Linked DNA regions of Mus musculus: region 2 is linked to region 1. Evidence: chromatin contacts called from public ChIA-PET data. All regions are on one chromosome and are shown on one strand. The core of a region is the stretch at or near the end of the contact, and the rest is flanking DNA. Distances in the headings are between cores, read along the strand shown.

Region 1 (3,152 bases), core at 460-2,959:
CTGCTTCAGATCTCCTTTCCTTTATCAGACCCAGCAGCCACCTCCCAGCAGAGCCAAGGTGGGTTTCATTCCAGAGACTTGGGACCCTCTGCCATGGCATCCCTCCCTGGCTGCCCAGGCTAGGAGCTAAGGATGAGTGCAAGGCAGGAACCTTGGCAGAAAGAGTATGACTGCCAGATGAAGACTCTGGTACGGGCCTGCCTGGTTGCTTCCCACACCCCTCTCTTTGAATGGCTGGCCTCTGAGGGCACTAAACCAGCCACCTGGCAGCGGGGTAAGGCCAAGTGAGTTCAGCCCAGGCCTTTGTGGACCAACTGTCAAACCAGCTCTGGAGCCAGGTGGCAGACTGGGGACAGCAGGCTGGGGTGTCACAACATGTACAGATGGGTATGGATGGATGTAGAGGGGCCCCAGGCCCCAGGATGGAGCAGATCAACTGACTCAGTGCAAAGACTGGAAGCCCTCTCAGCCCTGCTTCGAGAGTTGGTTTAAATGTCACCCTGTCACAAATGAGGTAAGGGAGCCTCACCTGAAGAGCTGTCCCAACGGTTTTGATGTGGGAAGGCACACCTGGATTGTGGGCAGCACCTTCAGGCAGCAGCCAGGTACAAAAGGAACTGCCAGGAAGGCGATCACCTCGCCCTTCACTCAGAGCGGCTCTGCCTCATTGATAGCACTGCTAACCCCATGGCTGACGGTACAGCCAGGCTAAGCTTTCCTGGCGGCCTGGGGACCAGCGGCTCTCTAGAAACCTTCTGAGCTTCCAGGTGCCAGATTGGCACTCTTACTCAGTGACTTAAGGGTCATCGCCTTGCAGTGAGAGGCAAGCTGTTCTGGGACAACTCTGAGGCACTCAGGTCCAAGGACCACACAAACTGTTCTCAGCATCGTGGGTGGGGCTTGGCTGTGTTACTATTTTAAAGCTCACTCAAGGAGCTGGAGAGATGTGTTCGGGGGTGCCCTTCCAGAAGACCCAGGGTTCAGTTCCTGGCACCCACATTGGTGGCTCACGAGCACCTGTCTCTAGTCTGAGCTCTGCAGATACCAGGCAAGCACTGTGGTGCAGATATACACAAAGACCAAACATTATAACACATGTGAAATATAAATAAAACAAATATTTTAAAAAGCTTATTCTTAATAAATTCTGCTATACACATATGTATATACACATACATACACGTATGTATATGTTTGTATATATACAAATACACATATATACACATACGTATATATACACATATACACACGTATGTATGTGTAACACACAAATTCCTGAGCAATGGTTCTCAACCTGTGGGTTGCAACCCCTTAGAGGCAGCCCTTTCATAGGGGTGACATATATCAACTATCCTGCATATCAGATATTTATGCTATGATTCACAACAGTAGCAAAACCAGTTATGAAGTAGCAATGAAATCTATGGTCAGGGGGTCACCACAACGCGAGGAACTGTATTCAAGGGTCACAGGAACAGAAAGGTTGAGAGCCACTGCTCTAGAGAACCCTGATTACAACAGGCACCAAGGTGGCAGCAGGGCTCTGTTGGAGTTTCTTAGATCAAACCCAAAGAGGTAGGTGTGGCCATTTCGGTCAGGTTCAAGAATACTTACCGCTGACACAACAGGCAGGATCAAAACAGTGCAGAGCAAGAAGCAAGAGTCCCCAGGACACCCTCACTGTGGGGGGGAAGGGCACACTGTGGGTGTGACTGGCGGAAATTTACACCCACAAGAAAGAACAGGAGAGGCTAAGCCACAGGCAGGGACCCCAATGCCTACTACGAGACAGTAATCTTCACCCCGTAAGTACCACACACTGTCACCGTGAAGAATGCAATGACTACTCTCCTGTGACAAGGGTGAATGCCCAGGACCCTTTTCCACGGGTATGAACACCTCCACATAGTCACCGTATAATACAGGTACTGGCTGGCTTCCCCAACAAGTGTGAACACCCCTGTACGATGACCACTGGTGTGAATGACCAATGGGTCCCCCACCGGTGTGAACATCCAGCAAGGTATCGACGACACAAGTACCTGGTGGCTTCCTCATACGTGTGCATGCAGGATGCCCTCTGGTGGCACTGTACTTAGGGGTCAATGTTCACTGCTCAGTGCTGACTTTAAGGAACACTCCCCTTGACTCCTGTGGCTGCCTGCTGCCCAGTGAGAAGCAGAGTAGAAACGTTGTCACTTGAGTATATTTGCTTTCTAATTGGAACAACATGTGTAAATGACAGAATGCCGCCGTGCACAGAGAGCGGCCACAGAATACGCATCAAGTCCATTTTGCCCAAGGAAGGGGGTGGGGGGGAAGGGCACAGTGCCGTGTGCCGGAGCCCCTGACCCCCAAGTCCTGCGTATGGTGGGGCCACCGCCTTGGCTGGCACGTGCCTCTGAAACAGTAGGTAGAGACCAAAGCACAGCGGCAGAAACACGGGCGAGTCCTTCCTTGTGTGAGACGTCTGAATTAACTCATTGAAGGTATCAAAAATATACCCTGTAAGCCAACACCATTTACACGTGCCTTCCCTCCCGTTGCCACAGCAACAGGCCGGGAAACGGTCCAGTTCCTGCAAGCATCCGTGCCCCAGGCCAGGCCTGGCCCCTTGTGCACCCACCTGGTCTGATGGGCTCCCAGTCTTGTGGGCTGGGTGGCCTTTGGAGACTGCGATGATGACAGCATTAGGGCAGGATAAGCTGGGAACGTCTGTCTGTCCAGAGCGCAAGCGGGCTGGGGGCAGAGGGAGGGGCAGGACCACGCGAGAGTTCAGCTTAGACTTTGGTTCCAAATGCGGTAAGGGGCGAGGCGGTGGCATGGAGGTGCCTGGTCAGCCTGTGGTGGGTCCCCGCTGCCCCAGATGCACGAGTGCGACTGACACACGATTGCTGTCCCCCCCCCTCCTGGCCCGCTGTCCCTCCCCTCCTGTCCACTCCCCTCTCGAGCACCAGGTAAACATCCCCTGAGTGTAAGGTCACTGCGCAGGGCCAGCCCGGGGTGGGAGTCTTAGTTAAGGCTTTAGACAGGCAGGATGCCAGCTCTGGATGGACAGATGAGTGGACGGACGGACGGATGGACGCGCAGGCAGACTCAGGGGCTCCTTCCTCAGTCTCGGGAGTCAGCAGCTGTCTGCTCCATGCTGGGCT
Region 2 (3,152 bases), core at 329-2,828, 140 kb after region 1:
AAATGCCCATTACCTGCCAACCTCCTCCTGGCCAGCAGTCATTTCCCTCCATAGAACAGATGACCCTTGGTCCCCAGATAAAAGAAGTGTGGATGGGCAGAGACCTTGGAACCCAATCACAAGCAAGACCCAGACCCTGCCCTGCAGCCCACACTCCAAGCCAGGCCACCATTGCCCCCGTGTCTGGAGCAAGGCACCCGGCATTCAGTTCCTACTTAGGACCCTCCACTTCCACACAGCCCCCGACAGATACCTAGAGAAGTAACACTGCTCACCAGGAGCTATCTTCCCCTACATGAACTCCCCGCAGCTCTAGATAGCCACGAAACCCAACTGCAGGAACATCAAGAGAGACAATATTCTACAGAAGCCCTTAACTAGACACAGATCTAGTCCAGCCCTCAACGTGCACGTGATACACACACACACCACACCACACCCCGTCCCAGCCCCATGACAATCCTATATAAACGGCTGTCTGAGGACTTGGACCAAGACAGCCCAGCTACCCAAAGCTGGAGTGGCCAGATCCCCAAAGCTCTGTGGGACCTGGGGGATTCCCCCACCCTCCCAGGATAGCCCGGCCGGGTACATCTTTCCACACCAGGTAAACAGGAAGCCTACCCTGTCCCCCAGGGGCCTGTGTCACTGTGGGAGCCAACAGCTGAGACAGCCAAGCAAAGGAGGCCGCTCCACCGCCCTTCCATTTAGAAGCCGCGGGGACATTTTATTTTCCTTCTCAAGTGACAGCCTAGACGCCCGCCCTCAGCGGCTCTCCTTGAAGCTGCAGAGAAGCAATCACAGGGAGGCCACCAAGGTCTCAGCTCCAGCAGCTCGGCTGCCACGGCCACGGCAGGAGGCGGATGGCGGCCACCTCACCCCTGCAGCCCTCCCAGGAGCAGGGCAGGGGCTGTGAAACCAAGGCCAAGAGGGCTGGTAGCACAGGGGTGGGATGGGGTGGAGGGGACACCACATGACAGGGCCTTAGTGACAAGAGTGAGGGGACACGGGCTGTACCAAGAGAATCACAAGGTCAGGAGGGAAACTGAAAGCAGAGCTGCCCCCCAAGTACACCTGCCTGCTCCCCAAGACATCAGGCCCCTTCAGTCTGGGTACAGTGATGGGGGGGGGGGGGCGCGAGCAGGGGGAAGGAGCTGACATCATGGGAACAATACCCAGAGCCACCATGTGGGCTTTGTACCAGCCACTGTAATGTCTCCTCAACCCTATGAGGAAAGTGACAGTCTTCCCGACTCCACAAATGGATAAACCCCCCCACAGCCCCAGAACCACAGGGACAGGGAGAAATGGGGGATGGGGAGCGGTACTCCATCCTCACTCGGGACTTGGGAACCTGGCCCTCCACCCATACACGTGGCTGCTCAGACAAGCCATCTAGCTTCTCACCCAGGGCAGGATGGGGATGGGGTGGGGAGGAGGGGAGGGGAGGGACCATCTACACAAGGCAGAACCAGAGGGAGCAATTAGAGGCCGAGGCCAGGATGAAGCCGCATCGACCGACCGCCTTCCCAGGGAAAGGGCCTCTCTGTGGTCAGAGGAAGTCTGGCTCACAGCCAAACACAGGGCCAGGCCAGGACAAACCGGGCCGGGAGCCCACAGAGGCCCAGGCAACCCGAGACACCATCTGCTATCCACCTGTCCGTCAGCCATCACGCACATGGGCCCAGCCCCATGCAAACCTTCACTCCCAACAAGTGCCGCTCTGGTATTATTACTACTATTGTAACTAGTTTTGTTTTTCTGAGCAGCTAGGGGTAGGGTAGAAGAACCTAGGCCCCCAGGCATGTCAGAGCAAGCACCCTACCACTAAGCTACTACATCGCCAGCACATTTTACCACGTTCCACGCAGGGTGGGGGGGACGACACAGGAAAAAGGGTCAAGGCCCCACAGAGAGGACTTAACCTTCCCAGCTGTCTCTGTGTACTCCTGGCCTGGGGAACAAGGTGGGGCAGAGACCAGGAGAGCAGATGGGGGGTGCTGCCCTTGGGGCTCATCTGCAGAGAGGACATAGCATGGCTGCTCACAGGCCTGGGTCGGAAAACAGCCAACAATCCCCACCAAGCTTGCTCCAGGAGGCTCAATCCAGTGCCTAGGCAAAGTCAGGCTTCCTGCAGAGGGTCCCAGTCTCAGCCCATGGAAGAGGAACAGGCTACTAGAGGCTGAATGTGCTGGGCCAGGGGCTGCGGCGGAGATCAGGGCCACGATCGATCTCCAGAATGCAATTAATTGCCTGGGTCAAGAGGCGGATTAAAGAGATCTGTCACCCGGGGCTCAGGGGACAGTCAAGAGTCTCGAAACCAGAGATAGAAGAGGCAGCTGGCATGGAAGGGGTCGTGTGGGAGGCAGACCCTTCCTACTCCCCATTCACAAAGTCCCCTGTGTGAGCTGACACTGCCTGCCACGGTTGTCTACCTCACGGTGCCCAATGCAGATCCAGGAGGAAAATTCCCTCATACCCCTGCAGTAAGGATCAGCCCTAAGAGACTGGCTCGGCATGCTCTGCCCTGTTCTCGCTGCAAGCTGGGGTTACCCTGAGTCACCTCCATGCGTCCACACTACCAAATGAGGTAACATCTCAGCACCCCTCCACCCTCCACGCCACACCACACCACAGCTTTGCCGCTCTGTGTTCTGAGATGTTGATCCCAGACTCTCTCTTGGGCTGATCATACAATCAGAGAAACTGAGGCTCAAGGAGGCCAAGGTGGGGGAGACACTATTCCTAGAGGCTCAGCATGTGTTTGGAAGCCAAGGTCACATGGGCTAAGGGGAAAGAGAGGCCCAGCACTCTGCACTCCAGGAGTGACCAGGAACGATGTACAGCCTGGTCCAGATAGGTTTCTGCTTTGGGCTGTGACTCTCCCAGAACCACTGGGAGGCTGTGTGCCAGGTCCAAGGGACTCCAGATCCCAGACACAAGCGAGGAAGCCTGCCCATCACAAGGACAGCGGTCAAGCTCATCCCTGGCCAGCAAGATGGGCCTGGAGCCTTACAATCTGGAACCAATTCTTAATCTTAGGAGAGGGTGAGGCTCAAACTCAAATTCTACCACTACCATTTTCTGGCTGGCCTGACATCCTGTCTCTCATCTTACAGTGCCGCTAAGCCACAAGGCTACAAGGTGCCGAA

The links. ChIA-PET counts read pairs in DNA pulled down with a chosen protein or histone mark.
Region 2: an RNA polymerase II ChIA-PET map of memory CD8 T cells shows a contact between it and region 1, with 28 read pairs. The contact joins two enhancer-like sites. A contact is called at or near these places in 3 of 115 datasets of contacts at active chromatin or transcription factors (embryonic stem cells, memory CD8 T cells and pancreatic cancer cells) and 2 of 9 other capture datasets (adipose tissue and liver).

The regions. Positions count from the first base shown.
Region 1 is chr5:125,014,967-125,018,118 of GRCm38.p6, forward strand. It overlaps Ncor2 (nuclear receptor co-repressor 2), which reads right to left. Exons shown (of 47, transcript NM_011424.3): 47 at 2,187-3,152. Among named protein-coding and RNA genes, the nearest start is that of Rflna, 13 kb to the left of the region's middle. Within about 2 kb of position 1,710, at least 25 of the 459 cell types and tissues checked have an H3K27ac peak or open chromatin away from gene starts, as enhancers often do. A contact at or near this core is called in memory CD8 T cells, where this site is marked.
Region 2 is chr5:125,157,948-125,161,099 of GRCm38.p6, forward strand. All of the region lies in intron 1 of Ncor2 (nuclear receptor co-repressor 2), which reads right to left. Among named protein-coding and RNA genes, the nearest start is that of Ncor2, 20 kb to the right of the region's middle. Within about 2 kb of position 1,579, at least 211 of the 459 cell types and tissues checked have an H3K27ac peak or open chromatin away from gene starts, as enhancers often do. A contact at or near this core is called in memory CD8 T cells, where this site is marked.